3 separate regions of the Mus musculus genome follow, and regions 1 and 3 are each linked to region 2. A link is a contact called in public Hi-C data. All regions are on one chromosome and are shown on one strand. Each heading gives the region's core, a stretch centred on a gene start, on an enhancer-like site or on the middle of the called end of the contact. The rest is flanking DNA. Distances are from core to core; before and after follow the strand shown. Region 1 overlaps Cblb (Casitas B-lineage lymphoma b). Region 2 has its middle 20 kb from the start of Gm29686. Region 3 overlaps Cblb (Casitas B-lineage lymphoma b).

Evidence for each region. A called contact is a pair of places that touch in the nucleus more often than the background predicts.
Region 1: a Hi-C map of CD4 T cells shows a contact between it and region 2, with 1.5 times the contacts expected there. The contact joins two enhancer-like sites. A contact is called at or near these places in 3 of 484 Hi-C or Micro-C datasets (CD4 T cells and liver) and 2 of 9 other capture datasets (adipose tissue and liver).
Region 3: a Hi-C map of CD4 T cells shows a contact between it and region 2, with 2.3 times the contacts expected there. The contact joins two enhancer-like sites. A contact is called at or near these places in 4 of 484 Hi-C or Micro-C datasets (B cells, CD4 T cells, group 2 innate lymphoid cells and 1 more).

The regions. Positions count from the first base shown.
Region 1 is chr16:52,145,825-52,150,854 of GRCm38.p6, forward strand. The region is part of intron 9 of Cblb (Casitas B-lineage lymphoma b); the gene reads left to right. Among named protein-coding and RNA genes, the nearest start is that of Gm23513, 43 kb to the left of the region's middle. Within about 2 kb of position 1,702, at least 46 of the 459 cell types and tissues checked have an H3K27ac peak or open chromatin away from gene starts, as enhancers often do.
Region 2 is chr16:52,004,806-52,009,207 of GRCm38.p6, forward strand. No RefSeq gene overlaps it. Among named protein-coding and RNA genes, the nearest start is that of Gm29686, 20 kb to the left of the region's middle. Within about 2 kb of position 2,381, at least 31 of the 459 cell types and tissues checked have an H3K27ac peak or open chromatin away from gene starts, as enhancers often do.
Region 3 is chr16:52,180,893-52,185,793 of GRCm38.p6, forward strand. Cblb (Casitas B-lineage lymphoma b) reads left to right here. Exons shown (of 18, transcript NM_001033238.1): 14 at 2,320-2,466. Among named protein-coding and RNA genes, the nearest start is that of Gm23513, 78 kb to the left of the region's middle. Within about 2 kb of position 1,314, at least 65 of the 459 cell types and tissues checked have an H3K27ac peak or open chromatin away from gene starts, as enhancers often do.

The sequences.
Region 1 (5,030 bases), core at 452-2,951, 140 kb after region 2:
CTGGCACAGATGGCCACAAGACCTGGCTTCTACTTACTGTGTTCTCTCAAGGAATATTTGCAGTGACGTCTGATGCACATTTTCCTCATTTTTAAGTAACTTGTCATTTGGACATGGCTTGAAATTCCTAAAGTGGCAGTCTGGAATCACTGCATCTCAGTGGGGTATCACTAGTGAAAACTCGATAATCAGTAAAGGTGTCTACTACGGGGTAAGGGGCATTCCTACATCCACATACAGGTATCACTCAATATGCCCTGCTGACTAGGTTATCAGTGTTCAAAGCCTTCCAGTTAGTGCATGAGCAGCAATATTGTGTGATCTTTTAGACATGTTATTAAAAAAGTTTCCTTTATTAAGAGCAAGTGTTACAAATTTAATTCAATTAAAACATAGTGAAAAAACGTTCAGTAACAAGCCCCTGTTGGGAGTGTCAGTTTGAGGCTCACTGGATTTAACTGATGGTGTGTGCCTGAGCAGAGCACATCTATAGAACATTTCTTTCCTTCTGTAATATATTGTCAAACCTTGAATCTAAACTTACAGATTTACTGGAAGATTTCTGAGTTTCGGAGCTCTGGGCTGAAAGAAAGGCAGGTTGTAACAGATGTCTCTGTGTTTTTACTTTGCCCGTGTTCCAAAATGATACAGTACAGGGTCTTTTTTTTTTTTTTTCCTTTTTTCTTTAAAGCTGTTAGTTTTACTTCACGGGATTTTCCACTGTTACAGCCTTATAAAAAGTTAAGCTTTTAAGGTCAATCATGCACAGCACAAATCTATCGTTGAACAACACCCTTTGATAGGAACAAACCTGGGCACGTCAACATTTGCTTCCCGAGAAGTCAAGCCTGTTGCTTTGACTTTTATTTTAAGGAGGATCTCTTGAGCAGCTCGTGTCTCTATAGCAATCTCTGAGCAGAAAGGAAGTTCAGACGTAGTTTCTACTTTAAACTCACTGCTAGAAGTTTTATAGATGGGATTACTACCAGTAATTACCTGAAACGAGTATCTGCTTCTCCTGCAGCTTTAATTAGGGACATGAAACCGTTTCCTCTACCTTTACAGTTCTTTGGTTAGGTGTGCTGATATGAAAATGCTTTTAGGGAAATGCATGCCTCCCAAGGAGTTAGGATGTATCTGTCAGCATCCAACAGGGAACACTGAACCTGGACTACAAATTATAATGTGTTCAAGAAAGTGCATTTTTAGCAAGTTGTTCTTCACTAAAATTGTCTTTCATTTGATGCCCTGTTTTAGTTTAACTCCAATTCATTGGGGACTTAAATTTGATGTAATTAACAGCAAACCTAACAAAGGCACAGTAGTGGTTGCTGTTACAGTCTGTCAGTGGGTGCTCCTTAATTGCTGTCATAATGGCCTATTAGTCATGCCTCCAAAGAGGTGTCAGATTTTTTTTTTCATTTTCTGAAACATCTGTGTTATTTAATAAATTGAATAACCACGGAAGAGTTTGCCCAGAATACCAAGTAAGTTAAATAATATGCTTTGTGGAGCATTTGAAGCTGAGTTTCTCTGGGTGCGGCTTCTCTGTTTCACTCTTGATCAGTAAAGCTCGCGGGCACCCCTCTCACTTTCACCTGTCACTAAGAGGCAGAGAAAACATCTCCATGCAGAGTCCCGAGAGCATCTTCTTCCTGTGTACACAGTCTGTAAAGCACTGCAGTAACCCAGCAGCGGCACTGCACACAGGGTAAGGTAAGGAGCTGCGTCTCTCTTGACAAAACAGAGGCAAACAAGCAGTTCTGCTAAACCACGTCTGCGCTTCCAGATGACGCAGGCAGCAAACTTTGAATGTCTCACATAAAAAAGGCCATCACTGTCAATGCCACGCAGCTATACTTTGAATTCTGCCAACAACCCTAGTTTTATGAAATGGAAACTTAACTTCTGTGGCTTTTCCCCTAGACTTTTCTTCAGACACGTTTGCAGGAAAGACTTTTCTGTGTCCAAAGTGTTGTAAGAAAACAGTGAGTGCATTCAAATATGAGTGTGGCGTTAATGCCGTACGATCAAATAGAGCACTGTGGAGAGGCAAAAATCTAGCTCACTGCGTATGTCTCAGTGAGAAACAGATATGATTCTGGCTTATTTTAAAAGCAACATTCGCATGTCTAACCTTCTAGAAACTTTTTAACGAAAACTAAAACAATATTTGCTTTTAAGACCGTTTCAAACGTACATTTCTCTCTTTGCCTTCTACTGTCTCTTTTCTGGGTTAGTGTGATAGAACAGACTGGAGCGTCTCTTTCTCAGAGGGGGACTGAAGGAGTTGGGAGTCTTGGTGAGCTAGTGCAATGGAGCAGGCGTGAGGAGTACCCAGGCCTGAGAGGAGGGCGGGTTGACGGTGAGGTGTAAATCAGAGAAGCCTTTGAAGAGGCTGGCCTCTCCCTACACCTTGCTGAGGCACCGACCCTCTTATTTGTGCCCAGTCTAGCAGGCCTCAGATTCCTGGCCAGTCTCCTGTCTCCACCTCCCATTTTGTCCACAGGAGTGGTGGGATTGCAGACAGGTGCCACTTATCTGCATCCAACTGTCTGTTCCAGTCTGCGGGCTTGAAGGAAAGGGCCTGTACCTGTGGAACCACCTCACCCACTGCAGCAAAAATAAACTCCCGGAGAACAAGTCTAAGTTAGCCTAAGTCTGCTAACTAACTCAGTAGACGGATTCTCACAGCACCACAGTGTATTTGAGAACTGAAATGGACAATTTGGGAACAGTATTAGTTGACACCAACACTCTACTGTGGGCTGTTCTTTTTGAAGACTTATTTTTATTTGATGTGTATGAATGTTGTGCCTGTGTGTTGTCTGTGTGTCACAGCTGTATCTGTGGAAACCAGAGAATGGCATTGGGTCCCATAGAACTAGAGTTACAGGTAATGTGAACCACCATGTGGGTGCTAAGAACTGAACCCTGGTTTTCTGCAAGAGCAATAAATGTTCTTAACCTCAGAGCCATCACTGCTGCCTAAGCCATCTAAGCGAGTTGCTGTTAGTCACAGCGCTTCACTAATAATTCAGAAAGCAAATAAATTACATGTGTAACGCTTATCTTAAGACGTTTAAGAGACAATGTGTCATGGTGTGTGTGTCTGTGTGTGTGTCTGTGTGTGTGCGAGAGAGAGAGAGAGAGAGAGAGAGAGCAAGCAAGCAAGCAAGCAATGTGGTGATTCTGGTAATAGTTTCAACTTGCAGTGTTCATTTGCGTGCTTAAAGACTGTTTATAGTAAAGCAGATTTGTTTTCTTCATTATTTTTTCTGTATTTTCTATCATTGGATTGTTGTGGCCTAAAGTTATGTTTATGTATATTAATTTAAGGTGTTAATGGATGGTATATAAATCTAAATTACTATATGATGGATATATTATGTAGGTAATATTTAGGTAACTAGTTTTCACTGGTAACTTCTCTCACCTTAAATTTTGAAGTATTTCTACATTGGGGAAGTGAAAGCCACTGAGTCAATTAGAATAGAAGGAATCTTAAATACTTCCTCCTAACATTCACAAGTTGTGAACATCTTCAGGACTAAGTACAAAATTATTTATTGTTCTTTCTTCTCCGGTAACATATGTTCTTCGATCTTGACTTAAGTATATGTTGACAGGAACATTATTTTAATTATCGACGCCCCATCCTGATGAGTTATGTGTCTATTCTAGACATTCTTCATCTGTATTCAATCAACCATATGACAGAAACTAGGGCAGAGGAACCAAAGTCTCATTTGAAAATTTATGGCTATGCCTCATTTGCATACGACAGTAGTTAAATGAAAGCCAAAGAGTGATGGGTGAAGTCATACCAGAGGATACACTGCAGTCAGTGTGAGCCACTTGTCAATCAAATGGGTAGTCAGTGTAGCTGTTGACATTTAACATCCACGAGATGTACATATGTTAGATCTAAGAAAAGGGATCACAACAACAGCCATGTAAACAGGTTGGAGAAAGACCTTAAGTCCTGGTTTATAACAGCCATGCCCGGGCTTTCTTGTGTTATCTGGGTGCTGTTGCCTATCACCTTCTTCCTCCTCTCTCCACGGAAAAGTCATTCAATCTTAGGAGGAAAGTGGTAGCGTAAATTCAAACAATCCTTGACCAATGCTGCAGGATGATAGTTCTGGAAGTGAGAGCATGATAAAGAGTATTACAGCTTCTAGTCGCTGTACTAACAAATGTACAGCTTTATGATTGAATTTGAATAAAGTATTTCTAGTTGCAGTAGTTGCACTTAGATTGTTAAGTGACTTGTGGCTAGGTATCCATACTAAAATATGTGTATATGAATTTATACAGTGTACTTCAAAATAATAGACAGGTGAAAGACATGAAGGCATAGAGGAAACAGACTAGGCATGAACTGATCATTATTCAAGGTGGGCATTGAATACATGTATTCATTATGCTCTATATCTTAAGATAAGCGTTACACATGTAATTTATTTGCTTTCTGAATTATTAGTGAAGCGCTGTGACTAACAGCAACTCGCTTAGATGGCTTAGGCAGCAGTGATGGCTCTGAGGTTAATTTGATACAACAGTGTTTAAAGTGTATTAGGAATGAGATGTCCACATAGGGCCCAGAATTCTACTTTCCATTCATTTGTCACACATTCTTGTTACAGAGAACGTGAGTTCCTTTTCAGCTTACACATGAAGAGCTCCCTTTTTTGAATGACTCGATATAATGTAGATCTATACAGAAACACCAGTACATACACACAGTACGAACTTTAATCATTACAGTAGCGAGATTTCATCCAGATGATAATGCGTATTAAATTGGTCCTGTAACTTTAAGGTTCTTTTTGTAAAATTGAACTAGGAAGGTTTAGAGTTCTTTAAAGTTTCTTAGTGTTAAAAGGTCAAATTAAGGAGATTACCCAAAATGGAAGAATTCAATCTTGTTTCTTTTAATCTTATGTGAAATTATGAATCACAATATTTTTATGGCCATCAGCTCTGAACATGATTGCTATGTTTTCTCTCTCTCTATCTCTCTCGCT
Region 2 (4,402 bases), core at 1,131-3,630:
ACACACACACACACGGCATTCATGTGGACTCACTGTGTGAGTCCCTTCTACATCATGATTTGGGGACTTACGCTTCTTTCACTTTGTCTTATCATCTGTCTTGGAGCGCTTCTCATGGACTTAGCAAATTAGAAGTAAAGAGCACAGGAAGACTGGTTGCTCTAGTTTATGAAATATTGATTAATATTGATTGCTCTAGTTTATGAAAGATTTTTTCCAATTATTTGAAAAGTCAATGCACTCGTTTTGCCTGCACACAGTTAGGGTCATTTTCACATTCTATCTGTTCTCAAGTTAACAAAACTCAAGAGTTTCATTTTTTTTATCAATTTGATAATTTACTAGCCTATTTGGGGAAATTAAAAACATGATGAGGGTAATTATAAACTTTTAATTATGCTAAATTATGATTTATAACAAACCCACTAGGAGACACCTTGGAGAACACATGCTACAAACAGCAAATCCACCTTCTATTTCTATGCATTTCAGTTTTTCTATTGCTCTCCATTTTCATCGTTTATTGTATAACTGATATTGAGTCAAGCAATTAAACACTATTTAAAAGTTTTTGAAATTTAGAAAATTATTATATCAGCTAGGTTTACGTTTAGCAGAGAGCAGAACCCACAGTGACTTCATCAGATGGATTGCTCAGGTTTGTCATTAGAACATGTGGCCACCAGCATAACAGTCCAGACAGATGCAGTACCTTCCTGGTTTTAGACATTCCAAGGCTCATATCTTCCTCATAATAATATAGTATTTTGTCATTATAGGTATAATATTGATGTCATAATCCTAGCTATTGGATCTGTGCTCCAGGCAGAATTTAGAAGGAAATGAAAACAGCAGTAGCATTTTAGTATTTTTCTTAACCTCTTTGGCTAGGAAACACTGCTTCCTTAAATCTACCTCCTAGATCTCACTACCCACCATTAGCTGGCCGTGAACTGAATACATTATCAACCTCAAGTAAAAGTTAGACTTTGGTTGGGACTGCAACCCAGTTATCAAAAGCACTTGCTTAGCAGTCCAGGAACTCTGGGTTCAGTCTCAAGCACTGTATAAGTAGGTGTGGTATGGTTCTACAGGTTTGTGATCCCAGGATAGGAGAGGGGAAAGCAGGAATATCCGAAGCTTGAGGGCATCAGCTACATAGAGACTCTCTCAGGGCAGCCTGGGTTATGTGAGAAAGTATTTTTTAAAAGACCCAAAAACCAGAAGTCAATGTTGTATTATACTTCCTAAGAAAGTACTGAAGTTTGATAATTTCTTACTAAAATTTACTGTTTTCTACATTTTCAATTTATTTATTTTCATTAAATTAAACTTATTTCTAATGTTATGCATATAATGTTTTTAAGTTGTGTGTGTACATCATGTGTGTGTGTGCATGTGTGCGCGCGTGCATGTATACATATATGTACTGTACACATGGTAGGTAAGCACTCACCGAATGAGAAACATCCCAGACCTTAAAGTTTACTTATATAGTTAAGACAAAAGCATACATCAAAAACTTCCTAGGTAACAATAGTCTATTCTCAAGATCTTTCAGATTTTTGTCAGTTATACTGTGACATTGTCTTTCAGTAGAATGCTTATTGAGACAAATAATTCTTATTGTTAATTTTCTTAAGTTTCTTGAAAGTTAAAGTGATTGATAATGAAAACTTAACTCGATAGTGAAATAGGTTGCTGTCAATGTTGGCTAGATTATATTGAGTTTAGTAGTAGTTTTGAATTTTACCATAATGCTCTGTTGTGCCACACATCTTAGGCTCTGTGTTTTGTAGAACTTACAACATTTAAATTGCTGAAATGTATTATATCTCCAGATCCTCATAGCATAATAAACAACAGAGAAAAGACCCACATTAGTGCTTTACAATTCCACATATTTAAAATAATTTTTTTCAATTGAGGTATTTGTGTGTATGTCTATGGGTCTGTACATGTGAGCAAATGTATCAATGGAGATCCAAAGAGATTGCCAGGTATCCTGGAGCTGAACTTAGAGGTAACTAGTATGTAGATGCTAGGAACTGAACTCAGGTCCTCTGGAAGAGCAACAAGAGTTCTTAAATGCACCGACATCTCTCCAACCCCAAACTCTATTTTTTAAACTGTGTATATATTGTATCTGTTTTTAAATGTTTTATTCCAAAAATATACGACAATCAACCTTGTATTTCCCAGAGCCACCATGAGTGCACTTTTGAAAGAAAAATGTTATAGATCCTACATCAGAAATCTGGAAGGCACTACCGCTTGAAAATGTTGATTAAATACTGAAAGCTGTGAGGATGAGGCTGTTTCCAGGCAGTCTGTCAGATCAGAGAACACAAAAGAAGGCCTTGTTGTGGTTGGCAGCAAGCTACTCCCAGCAAGCAGAGTCTAATAACTTCGTAAATGTGGCCCTGAACCACATCTGTAAGAACTAGAGACATCTGCATAACAGAAACTCTTCATCTGGTGTGAGACTATGGTAGCAGGGACACACAGCTCTCCCTCACCAGGTCTTCCTGGGGGAACTCCAGACTCTGGAGGTTGAATAAGCCAGGAAGAGAAGAAGGGAGTCTCAAGATGACTTCGGTCAACCCCAGAAACAAAAGAGAAAGAGCAGTAGAGTCATTTGCCCATTCTCAGAAATCCAAATGCCGTCCTTCCGCGCTCCCAAGAGGAGCGTCAGACTTAGATGAAATCTGGAAGTAGCCACGAGTACTAAAGTTTGGCTTAGGGAGTATAGGAAGGTCAGAAAAGATTATTTCATGGTCTCCACCTTATTAAGCTGCCAGTGCTTATATTGGGGCACTGGTTTATAAAAGACCTTGGCTGAAGACCTTTAACCTGTGGCGGAACTTCATTTTGCAAGACCTTGGGTTATTCTTACCGTATTACTGAGAGGTCCATGTCTTAGACTGTTTGTCCAGACCAGGAAGTATGATGTTAATCTCAGCCTCTTTTGACTTCACTTCATCTTTAACTCAAGTCCTCAGTTAGGATTTATGAATCTGTCCCTAACACATGCTCAGTGAAAATACTCAATGCATTCCCACACATTTTTGACATTGAAACCTGACTTCACATTTTTAGGATGTAGAAACATCGAGGAAGAGAAGGTCAGAGATGAAAATATTGTGGCATATGATTTAAAGTGTTTACATTTTAAAATCAATTTAAAAGGAAATTCAAGAAATGAAGCAACTAGGAAAATACCTTAAAACAATAACGTTTAAAGTTCTTCATCAGAAATGACAGGATATTATTACTTAGAAATACCACTTTATATTGAATTAAAGGATCAACTAATGAGAGATAATTTAATTTGCTTAAAGCTGAGTTTATTTAACAATTGAGTTCATTACTAAATTGTTTCATAAAGTGCTCTTTGCATGTTGCTTAAGGGGCGAGAGGAAAGAGATCATGAAGACCACCCTGGGTAGTGTGGCAGCCAGTACATAGATATACAGTTTTAATCCTACTTAATTGTAATTAAGCGAAATTTAAGAAGCATTTCCCAAGTAGCCTTAGCCATCTCTTTTGTGTTCAGCAGCCACATGTGGCTTTTAGGTGACGAACTGGGAAGCTGGGAGTAAGGAACAATTCATCTTTTCTGATAGCCAAAGCTGGAATAGCAAGAACATGAACGCCTTGAACAAACTTTGGGCAAACCTTGTGATACAACTTAAGCAATGACAGATCTTGCAAGTTAATTGACTTATCTGAGACACACTTGCAGTTTTATGAAAAAGGTCACATTTTCTACCACATGTCAGTAATTTCAGGAGTGAGTGTTGTGATAGTCTCAGGTCAGGAAAGCCCAATTTAGGAAGGTCATGTTATGGGAGAGGTGGAAGCCTGGGCTCTGCAGTCAGAAAGTCTGGGCTTCAATCCAAGTTCTGCTAATTACTGCCTTCATGACTTGGGCGGACTGCTAAACTTTTCTAAGCGTCAGCTCCACTTATCTTGGATAACCATAGGGGTGTTACAAAAATAAGAGAAGTACCTTTAATAGTTCATGATACCCATCAAGTAATAAATAAAAGCTAGGAAATTTCCACATGGAGTTAACCATCATATCAAAGGTAAATATGTGTACTAAATATAGCTTCTGAGAGTTCCACAAACTAAAGGTCAGAAATCACAAAATGCCACTAAATGAAGAAGCAATGGTAATAGGAATAGTTAGCATTACTGTTGGGGCGAGGGGAGGAAATGTGCCAATAATGCAATCGATTTGTTACTAAAATCAGATTTCAGTTTTACTGACCATCCATGTTTTGAATAATGCTACTTTGGTGCACTTACCTATATAAAAAAGAACGATTCGTTGGATCTCAAACTAATATTAAAGTATGCTCAGTAGAGTATCATTTCCACATGGCTGTTTCACATC
Region 3 (4,901 bases), core at 64-2,563, 180 kb after region 2:
GCTCTCTGACTAACAAAAGAGTGAGTGGTATTTAGCCAGGCAAGATCTTCTGTCAATGAAGGGTAGCATCCAGAGCTAACCACAACAGGTGTGGTTTGTTTGTTTTTTTTTTTAATTGTTTATTTCTTGCACTGACAAGATGGTTTCTTGCTACAAGGTCTGATCACCTGAGTTGAATCCCTGGGAACGGCAAGATAGGAGAGAGTAAGAACTGATTGCCACAAGTTGTCCTTGACCTCCATCCATACCTTGGCATGAGCACACACATCCCAATACATACTATATGTTATGCAAATTAAAAACAAGTATTCTTCCTTCAGAGTGAAGTGCTTCTTGGAAATCATTAAATTATTGAAGTAACCTGTAAGACAGATTTGAACTTCCACCTCTTGATGTAGTTATTGAATATTAAGTCAAAGGTCCCTTTTGTCTCTGAAGTATTTACTTAAGTGGTATGTATAGAGATGGTGTTCACTGAGACTGGAAGCAGAGCAGGATGAGGATGGGAACATGCAGGGCCCACTTCCTCTGCCTATAGAGACGTCCTGGTCTTTGCAGAGGTTGGTGAGATTGATGTCTGTCTCCAAGAATTTAGTGTTTGCAAGAAAATACAGTTATTTCTATCCTAACCATATTAAAACACCATCAAGTCATCATTTTGAAACATCTTTACTTTTGTCACCTTTAGTTGCAAGGTGTGTCTTCTAGGATTCAACTAGAGTGACTATAACACTATTGTTTGTTTATGAATTTCATAGCCTGTGTTCTGGGCTGTGTAGAGACCCCTCTGCTACTACAACAAAGCTTCAGGTTACCATTAACTGACATTTGGATCCTGAAGTATCTCTTAACAAACAGAGCTTTAAAAATCAATACTGAAAACTTCTTCAAAGACAAACTAAAAGTATAAGCTTTTGAAAACTCCCAAGGGAAGGTTTTCCGTGATCTCTGAATACAGTTGAAACTTTAAATATGAGCACACACATACATGCACACACACACACACACACACACACACACACACACACACACACACACACATACAAAACACCTCTGACATTTTTTTCTATTATAACGGGTGTTCAGCCACACTGACCCAAAAGTGAAATCATTATAGAAAGTTCTCCAAAATCCAAAGCTTTTTTGAGGATTACATGAGGGATACGACTGGTAAAGTCTGCAACTGTTCCAAAATTTGAGGGGAAAAAATAATCTGAAAAAATGTTTTAGTCCCAAGAAGTTCAGACAGGGACACTCAGCTCTCGGAGAGAAGAATACAAAATGAAAATGAAACTTTGTGGTGAGAAGAAATGAAAATGGAAAAAGAAAAAAGACAAAAAGCCACATAGGCATCGACTGCCTCACGTACCAGAGGGCTCCTGCTCCCTCTGCCGAATGTGCTGGAACATTACACTGTTTTGTGTTTTTTTTTTTTTTTTGGGGGGGGGGGAACATTTTCCGTGAAGTTTATAATAATTAAAGTGGCTTGGATCCGAGTTTTTCTAGTGTCTTGCAAACTAGCTGTCTTTCTACCTGTTGGCCAAGTTGCATTTTAACATTTTTTTTTTTGGACTGTTGTCTTGGGCAGTAGCAAAGGTTAAATTAAAACCCACACAGGAAGTAGAGTACTTTTCAATTTTATTTTATATATTTTCCCAAATGATCAAGTAAAATGCTCAAATCCACCACGGTATCCCGCTAAGTGTTTTATTCGTTGCAGTTAGGTATTACACTTAGGTATCATGAGTTACAAAAACAATCCATCTCAAAGATTTATTTCTGTCATGATCGGCTTCTAATTGTGGACACGTTTCGTTCTTAATTGTTGCAGTGGGAGGAACTCTAGCACTACAGTTATAAGTTGACAAGATAGTTAAATTTCTCTCATGTATGGCTTTTTTAAAACTATGGGTATTAGCCATAGACCAGTTTGAACCTTTAAAGAACCTCTTGTTTCCAGTTGATTTCAGTGTATCCTTATCACTTTTGCTGATTTCCAGTACATGGGAGGGAGCAATTAACATTTTAATAGCTTGGACTTGAATAATTGTACACATCTTATGTTAAAGCTTTATTTATAAAACCCTTTCATTTTCGTAATTTTCATTTTTTTCTTAGTTCACCCTTAAAAACCACAGGTATGAATATCTTATCTTAACATTTCAAGGCCTTCCATTTCTATTGGATGTAAGAACAGTTTACAGTTGAAAACTTCCAGTGACAAAGCAGTTTCTTCATTGTTCTATGTCACATCAGACCTTCCTGCTCTGGTATTTATGATGCTTAAACCAGATTGGATTTTCTTTTCCCTCTTGGTAGGTGTACTGGTCCATTAGCAAATTGTCTCTCAGAGAAAACTAGAGACACGGTAGAAGATGATGACGATGAATACAAGATTCCTTCATCCCATCCTGTGTCCCTGAATTCACAACCATCTCATTGCCATAATGTCAAAGCTCCTGTTCGGTAAGAAGATGAGCATCTCTGTATCATCCTGCATCGGCATAAGCATCGTCATGCTGTCAAACGTGGGGGTTGTTTCTATGCGGTTCAATAGTATGTGATTGGTTAAAAATCCTGTTCCTTGCCTAGCCTGTAGTTCCTATATATTTCCTTCATTGCTTCCACATAAAAGATTTTGTTGCCTTCTTCCCCACCCCCACAAAAGGCCAAATTACAATCTAATAAAAAGGAGCTATACGTTACATATAATGATGATTAATTCATGCATTTCCCCTAAGATATTTTAATGAATTTCAAAAGGTCCAAGCATATATATCATGAAGAAATATTAGTGCTTAGAAACTAATATTAAGGTACTAGGTCAACCTGCTTAAGAATTTTTCTTCATAATGTGAAGGCTAGAATAATTTATATTCATTTTCCTTCTTGATATGTAATATACTTCTACTGAAATCATAATACAATGGGGGGGAAGCCTTAACGTTACTTCTGTTAACTTCTTTTTTGAGCAAATACCTTCTCTTGCATGAGCTAAGAATACAAAGATCACTGGGTTTTGTTGTTTTATTTTGCTGTGTTTTCTTTTTCTTTTTCCCCTCATTATAATAGGAGCATTATTGGTCTTCAAAGTGCCAGTCACATTGACTTTTATAAGAATTATTGATAATGGCTTACATGTTTTGAAATATGTTTGTCTCTAAGCAAAATCATGGCTTTGCATGCATGAAACTTAATACAGTTACAGTAACATTTATATAATTTGCATCTTACTGACATGTCAATCTATTAGCTTTATTTTCTGAACTTATTTTCTGGCCTGCATTCTTCTTGCATAGTATTCCTGGAGCTGTGCTTGGCTCCAAGTTGCTCAGCTCTGTTCAGACACTGTTAGTGGCTGAGCTGCCTGGGGCCTCCTGATGACTGACAGATAGGAGACTGCAAGGCCATCAGTCATCCACGCCATCTTTACTCAGTGTGCTGCTTCCACTTGAGGCCAGCTCAGTCGACTTAAAGTATTTTATGAGTAGAGTTTCCATCTTTGGAGTTGAAAACGCTTCCCAGGTGTCTCACAGAGGTAGAGAAAGAAATTCTTGGAAACCAAGAGTTGTGCCTCCAAAGGGATGCTGGTGGGCGGAGTTACTACCCAGGCTAAGTGATGCACTGCAGCCCACGCTTTCCCTGATTACAGCAAGAACCAGCTATCTCTTGTTAATCGTGCTGATGAGTGCTCCTGCAAAGACGATAACGGAGAGTGTTACCCTGGGAGAGCCACGTGCCCGCTGAGCTAGCTGAGGGAAAGTCACGCTTGCTCATCAAGTATAAACTGTGAACAAATCCCAGTTTCTTTGGCTCTTACTAATTTAGTATAGTAATTTTTAAATGCTAAAATTGAACGAGATTTTTTTGGGTTCTTTGGGATTCTCATTCTTCTCATGGCTGGAAGACTGAAGGATATGATTTTAATTCATCAAATTTTAATTGTCATGTCACAGTAGATGATATTTAAGTGGCTAACCTCTTGGATACTGAAAGTCAATTTGAATTATAACCATCATAACCAAGTCCCCACAGTTATAGAGAAATAATAAATGTTGCTAATTCCTAAGCTTAATTGTAATGAATACTTGATCTAATTTGTTCTTGAAAACCAGTGAGTGGAGTGGCACGTTGTGTCATCTGCAAAGTCCCCCCACCCCCCCTTAGAACTTCCTTTTCCTGGATGTCACTCACTCCCCCTTTGGAACAGCAAGAAAAATAAATTGTCAGTATGTGGGAAGTGAAACAGTAAATGAATCATTCAATTCATATCATCATTATGAAGACTCAATACGTAACTGTTCTTAAATGAACCATATCGTGCCCGTTAAAAAGAAATGGCCACCAGAGAGAATAGAAATGAATTTCAGATGAATCACTCTCTCAATATCTACTGAAATATCGACTATCTCCTCCATTATGAATGTAGTTTCACTTTGCTCTAAGAAATCAGACTAATTCAAAAGGAAAGTATAAAACTTCACTCTCTCTCTGAGGCTCTTTGTTAGCCAGCCGTTACTAAGCTAGGAGCTTAAGGGCAAGTGTGTTCTGTGCCGCCTCCCATGCCTCAGTTTCATCCAGTCTTGATGGCAGTACCAAAATCACGGCTTTTAAATGAGCTACTATTTTCCCCCATATTAAACCATCTTGGTGATGTGCACCCAAAGCTTTTGCTGACATCACTTCCCTAAGGTGTCAGAGGGCCAGCGTTTATTAAACATAGTGGTTAGATAGGTTCAGAAGGAGTAGGTCTTGGAGTGTTCCCTGCAGAACTTAAACGAAATTGTCCAATGCTTCATAGTGGTTCCTCTCTTTTAAGGCCCTTTGAATTTCAATTCAAAGAATGCTTAAGTTGAACCAACAAACACATTCAATGCCATCAACAAAAATGGAGGCCCTTA